Linked DNA regions of Cricetulus griseus: region 1 is linked to region 2. Evidence: chromatin contacts called from public Hi-C data. All regions are on one chromosome and are shown on one strand. Each heading gives the region's core, a stretch centred on a gene start, on an enhancer-like site or on the middle of the called end of the contact. The rest is flanking DNA. Distances are from core to core; before and after follow the strand shown.

Region 1 (5,630 bases), core at 2,340-4,839, 200 kb before region 2:
CCACCACCTGCTTCCTTTCTACCTACCATCTGCCTATCCAGAACTATCTGCTACTCACATGCACACGAACTCTCTGCCTTAATTATATTTTCCTACCATTTCCCAAATACACTAAGGCTTTTGAACTTTTCTAAAGTAATGTGCATGCCTAAGATGCGATCTTTCCCCCACTACGCTCCAGTTGGTATTGACTACCAGAAGCTACAGCCTATGTAACTCTTTCTTGCTATTCCCTCCCGTACATCAAAATGAGTATCTGCTAGGTTGTTAGACAAAGCTATTTTACCCATAAGGCGCTATAATAAGCTTGTTAAAACATACATTTTGACACATTACTTCCCTAGTTGATTTCCAAATATTTACACCAATTTATTCTCCTTTTCTCTCCCATAGTATGAAGCTGTCTCAATTGTTTCCCCAAACTGCTCCAGGTTCCCCTGAGCAAATACTCTACAGGATGGAACCACATCCACAGTGTCTCCCACTGGGAACCGCCCATCTCCTTCCCTATGAGTGGTCAAACTCCACTCTGAACTGAGAGAGGACTCAAGGGCTGCAGCCCACAGGAAACAAAAATATTTTTGAAGAACAGACCTACCCAATCTTTTTTGTTTGTTTTGGTTTTTTGTTGTTGTTGGGTTTGGTTTTGTGTGTGTGTGTGTGTGTGTGTTTTGTTTTTGCTTTGTTTTTTTTTTTTTTTAGTTTTTTGAGACAGGGTTTCACTGTTTACCAGCCCTGGATGTCCTGGAAATCACTCTGTGGACTAGGCTGGCATCAAACTCACAGGGAACCACCTGCCTCTGACTACCGGGTGATGGGATTAAAGGCATGTACAGCCACCACCAGGCTCAGACCTACCCATTCTAACCATCTTTATTTTCTCTGATTCAGAAAACATCATAAAACACATAACAAGTTTTAAGAACTTCCCGAATGCCAGGTGTGTGGCCTCTCCTGGTGTACAGTTAGTGTGAAGATTGGCATGGGTGAACACTCACTTCCAAACACAGTCACAAACCTAACTTCTCCTGGGCAGATGATGCTGATCACAGCCAAAGAAATGGAGATTCACTCACTGAATTATAAAACAAAAATGTTGATACTTACAGCCCGAGCTGCTAACGTCATTAACACGCCTGTTAGAAAAGTCAGATAGTATCCTGGGTAGACCCCATGCCAAATGGCAGAGAGAAAGAAGGTCTGGGTTGTTGGACTGAAGGTCGCTCGTTCATAACACACCCTAGAAACCATGGAAAGCCAAGAGTGAGCATATCTGAGTCTAAAAAGCTCACCAGGTCCTTCTCTGACCTGACAGGGTTAGTGGAGCCGGGAAAGCAAACAGCACTTCTCCTGGGCACTATCTGGGTCACTGAGTGTCACCTTATGAGCATAAGCTTTGTTCTTATCCTTTCACAGGTATGTATAGTTACTAAAATGGTCACTTCCAGTATTTGAGAGTCTATATACTAGGTTCATTTTCCTAAAGCAGGGAGTAGGATTCAGTCTAAGTTTTCTTAGACAGAACCACTGGGAAGGTTGGCTGGGATGCAATGATGACAACATATGTTGTATGTCTCAAGAGGTGGATTCGATTGTCACTGTGCTTTGGTGATAATCGCTCCCAATCCATTATCTCCAATGCTACTCTGCCTGAGGCACCTGTCGTGTGTGCCATTCCACCTCACATCCTGAGACACATCTGACTTTCAGTTCTCTGTGCTCTTCTAGTCTTGCTCTCTTTTGGGATCTGCACTCCAGGGAACAGCTATAAGATTTTGTTGCTGTTGTTGCTTTTCAGGTTACTTTATTCTGTGTGTATGAATGTCTTGCCTACATGCCTGCATGTGTATTACATGCATGCCTGGTTCCTGTCAAGGTTAGAAAAGGGCATCAGATCCTCTGGAACTGGTGTTACAGATTGTTATGAACCACCTTGTGGGTGGTGAGAGTTGAATTCTGCATGAGCAGCAAATGCTCTTAACTACTGAGCCATCTCTGCAACCTCCAGCTATAATGTTGAGGACACTGTGAGTTCTAACTATGGAGTGGGGACTGGGTGCTGTAATTTTAAAAAGTGGCTCCAGAGAGAAAGATGTCAAGCAATAGAGCTTGGGTGGAGGGGTTTTTTTAATTGGGGGGAAGTGAATGGAAAAAGAGGGGAGGGGAGAAGAGAGGCCAGCCTCTGGGGGCAGGAGCAGAGAGAGGGAAGGAGGAGTGAGAGGGAGCGGGGAAGGGGAGAGAAAAAGAGAGACAGAGAGACAGGCAGAGAAACAGAGAGAAAGATGGGAGGTGGGCAGGCCCTTTCAAAAGGGAATGTAGTGAGTGTGCACAGGTGGTGCTCTTAGTGGCTGCAGCTAAGGGCGAATCCTGTCAGAACCCCAAGAGCAGGCCAGTACAGATGCCTGAGTACAACAATGGGTCTTTTTGTCCTACATGTTTGTGTTCCATATCCAACATACAAAGAACACTTCATTCAGTTCCAGAAATCCAAGGCAAGCCCAGGAGTTGGCTGTTTTGTTGTGTGTTTTTGTTTGGTTTGGCTTTTCAAGACAGGTTTTTTTCTGTGTAGCCCAAGCTATCCTGGAACCAGCTCTGTAGACCAGTCTGGCCTCAAACTCAGAGATCCACCTGCCTCTGCCTCCTGAGTGCTGGGACTAAAGGCATGTGCCATCACCACCCTGTATATGCTTGTTTTTAATACCAAATCTCCAATACAGAAGAGCAGTAGCTGCTGAAAACACTGGCTACCCCACACATCAGCAGAGCCTGAACCAGGATGAGGTGACACCAACATAGGGATGTTTGTGGCTCAGTTCCAAGCCTTGCTCCAGTGGATGCTAATGGCATATTTTGGGTAAAATCAAGACCACAATGGCATCCAACACACTGACAATGAAAACTGTTAAGTCAGCAAGCTCAACCCCAATCCTGATGCCAGAGCATGCCCCAGGGTGACTCTTGAAGGAACATACCTTTTGAGCCAAAGAGCTGTCTGGATATTCCAGTTATCAAGAAACATCTTAAAACTTGTTGACATCTGAAAAACAAAGGGATCATTTTCTTTGGCCAATAAAATAAGAAGCTTTATGTCTACATAATAATGCTTTAATGTGGTAAGAAGTTAAAACTAAAAACTGCTGGGTAATGATGGCACAGCACTGGTTTCTTCCTCAACACTGTTCTAATACAGAAGCAACTTCCATGGAAGTTTCTGTATCTCTGGGAACATCAGTGGCCAGGAGAGCATTGCCATGTTCTCCCAGGTCATACATACAGAAGAGTCTTCACAGAGCCCAGAATGCTCACACAGTGATCTGCTTGCCTCTGTGTCCTGAACGGTGTCACCTTCTCCTCCCCTCCATTCTGTCTCTTTCTAGGTGAAGGCTGTCCACAGTCATAGCCACCCAGCACTGCTTCTCAGGCCCCTGTGGCTACTCTAGATCTTGAAGCGCCCCCAGCTCCACACTGGCTCCAGACAGCAATGGGCTATGAAACTCTCAGACTATGGCCACTTGCTTGGGAAACCTCTGTGGTCAAGCTAATCTTATTAAATCTAGCACTTCCTGGGTGTGTATGTCTATTTCTGGGCTGCAACTTGTCTGTTGTCATCTTGTGCAACTGTCTTCCTTCCTCTTATTCAGTTATGGGATGGTGAGATCAAACCAAGGGCCTCCACACTCGGTAAGCGCACAGCCAATCACTGTGGGCAGGTATGTCTCTAACTCCTTTTAGCACTTTAGAGCCCACAGTCTATTTACTGGATTAAGATCTTTGAGCCAGGTGTTGGTGGCGCACGCCTTTAATCCCAGCACTCAGAGGCAGGCGGATTTCTGCGAGTTCGAGGCCAGCCTAGTCTCCAGAGGGAGTGCCAGGATAGGCTCCAAAGCTACACAGAGAAACCCTGTTTTGAAAAAAAAAAAGAATGTTTGATGTCCTTGTCTAGTTTCCTTTCCTACCCATCTACCTATCAAAACCCTGATCTCTGATTGGCAGGCTGTCCATCATCCCCCATGATTGACTGGCAGGCTGCCCACCATTCCCACTGGATGATGACTGTGACATTCCAGACATCCCATACAGACATGATCCTCAGCTGTAACTAGGTCCCCAACCTATTTGATGGCAACTGTGCCCATCTTGAAAACACTTATTACAATGCAGTGTGTGTGTGTGTGTGTGTGTGTGTGTGTGTGTGTGTGTGTGTGTGTGTGTGTGTGTATAAAAGAAGTAAACATCAGGAATTTCCTATGGGTCAACCAAGTACTTTAAGAGCCCCTGAAAATCCCTCAGGGCAGGCTGACCTGGCCCCCATCTACGGATACTGGCCTACCTCAAGACAAAACTCACCATACTTCACATCCTCATTAGACTTCATGCTGCACGGCACACCTGCTTCCCTCCATCTCAAAAGTGCCCTTCTCCAGGGCTAGTGTGGCCACCTCTCCTCCCGCTGTATCTCTCTCCCGCACACACAGGGGCCTCTCCACTGTGTCAAACTCTCCATCCTCAAACTCCTTTCTAGTCAATAATTTCCACACAGTAATTTTAATCTCTCTCTCTCTCTCTCTCTCTCTCTCTCTCTCTCTTCTCTCTCTGTGTGTGTGTGTGTGTGTGTGTGTGTGTGTGTGTGTGTGTGTGTGTGTGTGTGTGTGTACCTCTGCATATATACACGTGTGTGCAGGTGCCCACAGGGGCCTGAGGACAGTTTCAGATCCCTGGAAGTTACAGGTGGTTGTGAGCTACCTGACATGGGTGCTAGGAACTGAACTCCGGTCCTCTACAAGAACAGTGAGTTCTTTTAACCACTACGCCATCTCTCCAGCCCCCTAACCTTTACATTTTAAGAGAAAATTAAACTAAAGTCTCCTCAGCCCCACCACTCACATCTCCAGGAGGATAACACCCAGTTCTCGGGGTGTGGGAAAACCCTACCCTTTTTATGGATAAGCATAAAAACGTGGAAAACTAACAGTCTCTCTATGAGAGGGAGGGTTTGGAAGGTTCCTCAGAGTGGCGCTAAAAGGTCAAAGGTTGTAAATACCAAACCATCCATCACCTTACTTCAGCAACCACCCACTTCCTCTCCCTCCCCTATTTGTATTTATTTAATTTTATTTTATGAGTATTCTGACGCGTGTTTATGCACCACATGCATGTAATGCTTCTAGAAGCCAGAAGAGGGCATCAGATTCTGGGAACTAGCATCAGAAACAGTAGCGAGCTGCCCGGGGGGTGCTGGGACTGCCTTGAGGCAGTGTGTAGCATTGTTTCTGCGTCTCCAGCCCCACCTCCAGCCGCCTCAGGAACAGCTTGCCCTTTCCAGTCTCACTAGCTGCTCTTCCGCCAGGCCCTCACCTGGTTACCCCCTACTTCACTTTCCCCAAGACGGATGCAGATTTACAAACACCGTATGCCTGCACCTTCCAGGTTAGAACCTACTTTCCAGCACTTTCTACAGCTTCCTGAGGACCTTCAGTCACCAGCCTCATTCATGCATCCCCCAGGGGGTAGTCTACCATCAGTAAATATGGGGTGAAAGTAGGGGTATTATTCCATGGTCCTCCTCCCTGTCATTTGGCTTTGACATTCTTTCCACCCCCTCCCCCACCAGCCCTGAAAGGGGGTGGTGT
Region 2 (6,241 bases), core at 2,901-5,400:
TTCCAGAGGATCCAGATTCAATTCCCAGCACCCACATGGCAGCTCAAACTGTCTGTAATTCCAATTTCAGGGGACCCGACACCCTCACACAGACATACATGCAGGCAAAACACCAATGCAAATAAGCAAATCATTCTTTTTAAATTGTAGATGGATGGTTAAGGGCATTGGGTTTTGTTTGTTTGTTTTTTGTTTTTGTTTTGTTTTTGTTTTTGCAAATCTTCGTGACTGCTGTGATAATTTGGTCCCAGCTGAATTCGATGTTTTAGAAGTGCACACTATGAAGATGCTATGATCACATTTATATGCAACTAAAGCAGTCTGAGGGGAGAGGAGATCTGGAGTCACTCACTAGTGGCTTCAGAGACAGAAGCCACTGCCTTCCTCAGCCTTCAGAGGGCAGAAGCCAATGTATGCTGTCATGTACGTACATGTGTATAATAAATACACTGATAGGCCAGGTAGTGGTGGTACACACTTTTAATCCCAGCACTTGGGAGGCAGAGGCAGGCAGATCTCTGTGAGTTCAAGGCCAGCCTGGTGTACAGAGTGAGTTCCAAGACAGACTCCAAAGGTACACAGAGAAACCCTATCTGGAAAAACCAAAATAATAATAATAATAATAATAATAATAATAATAACAACACTGATGGGAATGTAGATATGCATATGTGTGTACATACGTTTTTACTAGTAGATATGACATGTGTGAACACACTTCTGTGCCTGTGTTTGGTGTTATATCTGTGTTTGCTAGTACAAACCAAGCAGAACGTCTTTAGATGGACCCTGCTTCCCAGTTCCTATGCCTCCCCTTTGCCTCATGTTGTCCTCAGTTTTTGTGTCTCGTGCAGGTTTTGGTCCCACAGCGCCACCTGTTGGCCATCTTGTTTCTGAAGGTGGCAGATGAGGGAAACATGCATCAGAGAAGCCCAGGGAACAGGGCCAATACAAACACAGCCCCTAGGATCACAGTGACCCCAGGTGGCCCCAGAGTCCATTTTCAAATCTAGAGAAGGACTCAAAAGAAATGGAAGGCCAGGCAGTGGTGGCGCAAACCTTTAATACCAGTACTTGGAGACAGAGGCAGGCAGATCCCTGAGTTTGAGGTCAGCCTTGTCTACAGAGTGAGTTACAGAACAGCCAGGGTTACAAAGAGAAACCCCTTCTCAAAAAACAAAAGATAAAAAAGGAAGAAGGAGAAGGAAGGAAATGGAAGGACTGTCAGGAAGCCAGGGCCATCCAAGCAAGTGGAGGAAGTTCTGCCCTAAAGGAACAAAGTCTTGGTGAGCCGAGGAGAGGTGAAGGACTTGCAGGGTATAGCTCTTCTGCAGCTTGTAGGGGAAGCTGGCCTCAATCCACACCATACCCTATACCTAAAATGTCTTTGTGCACACAGTTCATACATCAGACAGACCTTCTCCCTTGGAATGGCAAACTCCTACTCATCCTACAAAACCTGGTTTCTGGGACTCATTGGTGCCACCTTCCCCATCGCCACACCTCCTTTTCTATATCTCTGGTTATTCGTCAGTAAGAAGTATATTTACCGTCCATTAAGTGGATCTAGTATGTTCTTCACACTTCACATTTAATAGTGATCGTGCTGGCCTAATTAGCCTAAGTAGAGTCAAATTACTATTCCTGTTTTCCCAGTTGTATCAAAAAGATGGGCTTCCAAAAGTTTAAGTAATTCAGTCATAACGATTCACCCCTATTATCACGGCACTAGGGAAGCTGGGGCAAGAGAAGAATCTCAAATTTGAGGCCATCTTTGCCCACAGGAAGACCCTGCATAATAGAATGAGTGAATATGTCTGAGTAGCCTATTCTAGGTCCGGTGGCTGACAAGGGACAGGTTCAGAACTCAAACCCCGCGCTGCCTCACCCAGAGCCCCTAGATGTCACCACCGTTACTGTGCTCTCTTTCCAAAGGTGTCAGGGTCCTTGTCAGCTTCATCTCGCGGTCCTCTTGACCCATGGCTCCTCCACCTAGACTTCTCTAGTCTGGGAGCCGATAGAGTTGTCTCACTGCTCCTTTTGGAGCTCAGATTTTCAAGGCTCAATTCCAAAGATGCAAGAGCCACTCCAGGGTGCAATACTAAGGCAGACCGCCAGAGGGCGATGCTGCATCATTTCAGTGGCCGCTTCTTCGGGATCCAAGAATTTTTTCTCACTGGGTGTGTGCTCCACCGTTCGCGTTAATGGACGGAAGAATTCATGTGCTAGTGACTGATGCAAAATATGTAGAGCACAACGTTGATATGAAGGAGATGGGACGTTTTCCTGAAGCCTCGTTCAAGGGAGTTCAGAGTCTATCTCTAAGGAAAGATGACCCCAAATGTAAAATTTAGCCAAAAACAAGGGGCACCCCCATGGTGTCACCTGTGCATGAGGCTGTGCTCTCACCTCATGGCAGGGACTTCAGGGTCCCTCCTAGCATTATCTGCAGCTGTCAACTCTAATAGACAAACCACACAAGTATATTTTCTTTTTTTCCAAGCCAAAATTAACATGAGGCCCAGCAAAGCTTTCCTGATACTTTACCTTCTCTGGTAAATGCAATTCGGGGACTAGTGCATTGTCACTTCTAAATTGGTTATCTATGTACCACGGGGGCAGGGTGTTTGAAAGCAAGACTGATGAGAAAGCCTGAACAAGGGTGCAGAGCTGAGGACAGAGCAGGAAGGCTCGTTACTAGGGGAGCCTTGGTTATCACCCCACAGACGGTTCTATGCCAGGAAGTCTATTTGCTAACCATATTGGCACAGGAAGAACCACAAGAAGTGATGGTGATGGCACAAATCTACACATGGCATGAAACTACACAGAATAGCATACACACACACACACACACACACACACACACACACACACACACACACTTGAGATATAATCAAACTGTGAGGAGGGTACCAGTGTCCCTATCCCTGACTTCAGTATCACTCCAGCTATGCAGGACAGGACCAGGAACTGAAGCTGGAGTACAGACACATGGACCCAGCCACAGCTTCCCTCTGGTCTGTCCCTACTCAAATACCAAATGTGGAAACTGACCTTTTAAGGAGTTGGGATGTGGGGAGACGATGGCTTGGTACATAAAGCACATGGCATGTAGGCATGAGGACTGGAATTCAAATGTTAACTTTTTTTTTTAAGATTGATTTATTAGGTATACAGTCTTCTGCCTGCATGTCAGCCTGCAGGCCAGAAGAGGGCACCAGATCTCATTAAGCCACCATGTGAATGCTGGGAATTTAACTCAGGACCTCTAAAAGAGCAGACAGTGCTCATAACCTCTGAGCCATCTCTCCAGCCCTAGGACTAAAATTCAGATCCCCAGAACCATGTAAAAGCTGGTCAGGTATGGCAGCCACCATTAATCCCAGCACCTTGGAGGCAGACAAATCCCAGGGCAAGCTGCGTAGCTGGAAACAAGCAAGCCCCAGTTCAGTAAGAGACTGAATACAGAGTGATGGAGGAAGATACCCAATGACTACCTTGAGCTGTCCACACATACATGTGTGTCTCACATATGTAAACACACATATACACACATGCAAAAACATTGAAAAGTACAAGAAAGTTTGTCAGCATGTGTATCTGTGACCAGTCCATTTATCTGTCCTCCACATCTCTGTCTATAGCATTGAGAGCATTGGTTCTCAACCTTCCTCATGCTTCAACCCTTTAGTACAGTTACACATGTTGTGCCGACCCCCAACGGTATCATTATTTCATTGCTACTTCATAACTGTAATTTTGCTACTGTTCTGAATCACAATTTAGTATTTTCCAGAGACAGGTTTGCCAAGGGGTTGGCGACCCACAGGTTGAGAATCAAAATCGCTGATAACGCCATCTTGCTCCAGCAGGGCCTTGTTTCTCTGTCCTTTCACCTCTGTTGGAGTTCAGGCTCTTGTTTTGAGCAATTGCCACTGAGAATAGTTCCAAAGTCCAGACCCCACCACCCAGGCCAGGAGCCTTTTCAAGCACAAAAGTCACCTGGCATGTCGCCCTGTGGGCTGGGCACAACTGTACAACATAGCCCTATGGTGGACACGGAGGGTGTGACTCAGTAGGCAGTGTCCCCTTCTTTCATGCAAACTTCAGATAAACTCGGTGTCAGAAGCAAAAGACATGAAACTTAGACTTCAAACTGACAGCAGTCTCAAGAGAGACTGGTTCTAACCGGTCAGAATGGACTAGCAAAACCTGCACCTCTGGTTCCGGAGTCTGGGCTGCATCCAAAAGCCTGCTCCAGGCACCAGAGGTGAAGCCTGGAACAAGTTCCATGTAATTAGGTGGCTGTATGATGGAAAAGTTTGGAGTTTAAGGACATTTTTGTATCTTAGCTGCCCACCCTCAACTAGGACCCATATCTCGGCTTCCCACACCTCTGCGTCTTTCTCTGTAAAGTGGAACTAACTGAACCTACACAAGTGCTACTAAAGTCCCCTTCCTTGGAGAAATTAAACAAGGTGTACCCTTCCTCCTAAGGCTCCAAGGACAAACAGAAACAGGATTTGCTGAACTTCACTCTGGAGAACCATCTCTGGACTGGTGGTCCTGGGTTCTATAAGAAAGCAGGCTGAGCAAGCTGTGAGAAGCAAGCCAGTAAGCAGTTCTGCTCCATGGCCTCTGCATCAGCTCCTGCCTCTAGGTTCCTGCCCTGTTCGAGTCCCTGTCCTGATTTCCTTCAGTGATGGACTATGTTGTGGAAGTGTAAGCCAAAAAAGCCCTCTCTTCCCCAAGTTGCTCTACTTGTGGTGTTTTCATCACAGCAATAGAAACCTTAAGACAGCAGCCTATGTACTCTAACCCTCCCCAAGGCCCTTGTGCACCTGGGAGAGCCTTGCATACATACCTCAGGTGGTAAGGGTGGCTAGATACTCAGGCAAGGTCTTGTGACCCACCCCGCTCCTCCACAAGGGAATATAAGCAATCAATAAACCCAGCTGGAGTGGTCCTTTTGCAAGCAGGCACAGCTGAACTCCCCAAGATGGCTGTTGCTCAGCACAGAGAACACGGAGCACAAGGTGGGACTCAGAGATGGGAATGCAGGAGATCCGTAACGATAAATCAAATATGTTTTAGTGTGAGGTACAAAGTGGCTCCAGACTGCTGTGTGACCTTGGGCAGACCATCTGGCCTTCTGTGCCTCTTTTCCCCCACCAATAAAATGGGCTAAATAAAAGCACTTGCTCCTCAGGTAGCAACTGTGAACTGAGTTCTTCTTTGTAGAATTCTTGACACGTTCTTAGCCCATGGTGCTATCTGTGGGTAAGTGCCACAGCAGTAATCAAGTGGGAGGGAAGGCACGAAGCAGCAGGAAGGTACAGACTGGAAGTAGAGGTAGATGGATGTTGATCTTCCTACTCCAAATAACTTAATAGATAATCCCTCACAGATATTCTAAGATGATGTGGGATGTCCTTCTGTATGCTGTGAATATGTGTTGCTTTCATTGGTTGATGAATAAAGCTGCTTTGGCCTATGACAAGGCAGGATAGAGCCAGGCAGGAAATCCAAGCAGGGGTACAGGTGAAGGGTGGGGTCGGGAGACACCAGCCAGCCAGCTGCCCAAGGAACAACATGCAGGAGCATGGCCAGTATGCCATGGGCCACGGGGCAACACACAATGAATAGAAATGGGCCAGCTAACTACTGCATTCCCGAGCCACAGGAATGCTGGGAGAGCAAATGCTAACTCTTAGAGTTTAAGGGTAACAGGAGGCTAGAGGGTACTGGGGATGACTGGCATGCTCCCACATGCTCTGAGTCCATACTTCAGCTGGATCCCTCAGCTGCTTTGCAGGAAGGGAGCAGGGCATGGCATGGGCACTCTTGTGAATAAGAAGCGAGTTCTGGAATGAGGTGACTCAGTCAGGGCACAGAAATGCCCTTCCTGCTTTCCTCAGGCTAGCTGAGCCCAGAGGACTGAGATGGCCCCAAGACAGCAGGCCCAGGGAGCTGGGTGGAGTCAAAAGTTGGATTGGGCTGTGGGCAAGCTGAACTACTGGAACTTCAGGTGCTATGCATGACCTTCCATGATGCCTGGCCATGAGCTGTGCCGCCCCCACAGTCTGATTTCATCAGTTCTAAGATGAGAAAGGACTTCTCCGACCCTTCCAGGCTGGCAGGACAAAGCTACCTGCAGACCCACTGTTGTGTATACTTCTGTCAGGGCTTTGTGGTCAGGTTCTGTCCCCATTCTTTTCTCTCCTTCGCTGTGTCAGTT

The links. A called contact is a pair of places that touch in the nucleus more often than the background predicts.
Region 1: a Hi-C map of liver shows a contact between it and region 2, with 2.8 times the contacts expected there. The contact joins two enhancer-like sites. A contact is called at or near these places in 5 of 8 Hi-C or Micro-C datasets (the CHK-Q cell line, the CHL-YN cell line, the CHO-K1 cell line and 2 more).

What each region holds. Positions count from the first base shown.
Region 1 is chr7:27,832,175-27,837,804 of CriGri-PICRH-1.0, reverse strand. Mboat2 (lysophospholipid acyltransferase 2) reads right to left here. Exons shown (of 13, transcript XM_027424701.2): 10 at 2,973-3,037; 11 at 1,108-1,240. Among named protein-coding and RNA genes, the nearest start is that of Kidins220, 19 kb to the left of the region's middle. Within about 2 kb of position 3,589, at least 1 of the 6 cell types and tissues checked has open chromatin away from gene starts, as enhancers often do.
Region 2 is chr7:27,629,395-27,635,635 of CriGri-PICRH-1.0, reverse strand. No RefSeq gene overlaps it. Among named protein-coding and RNA genes, the nearest start is that of Asap2, 50 kb to the right of the region's middle. Within about 2 kb of position 4,150, at least 1 of the 6 cell types and tissues checked has open chromatin away from gene starts, as enhancers often do.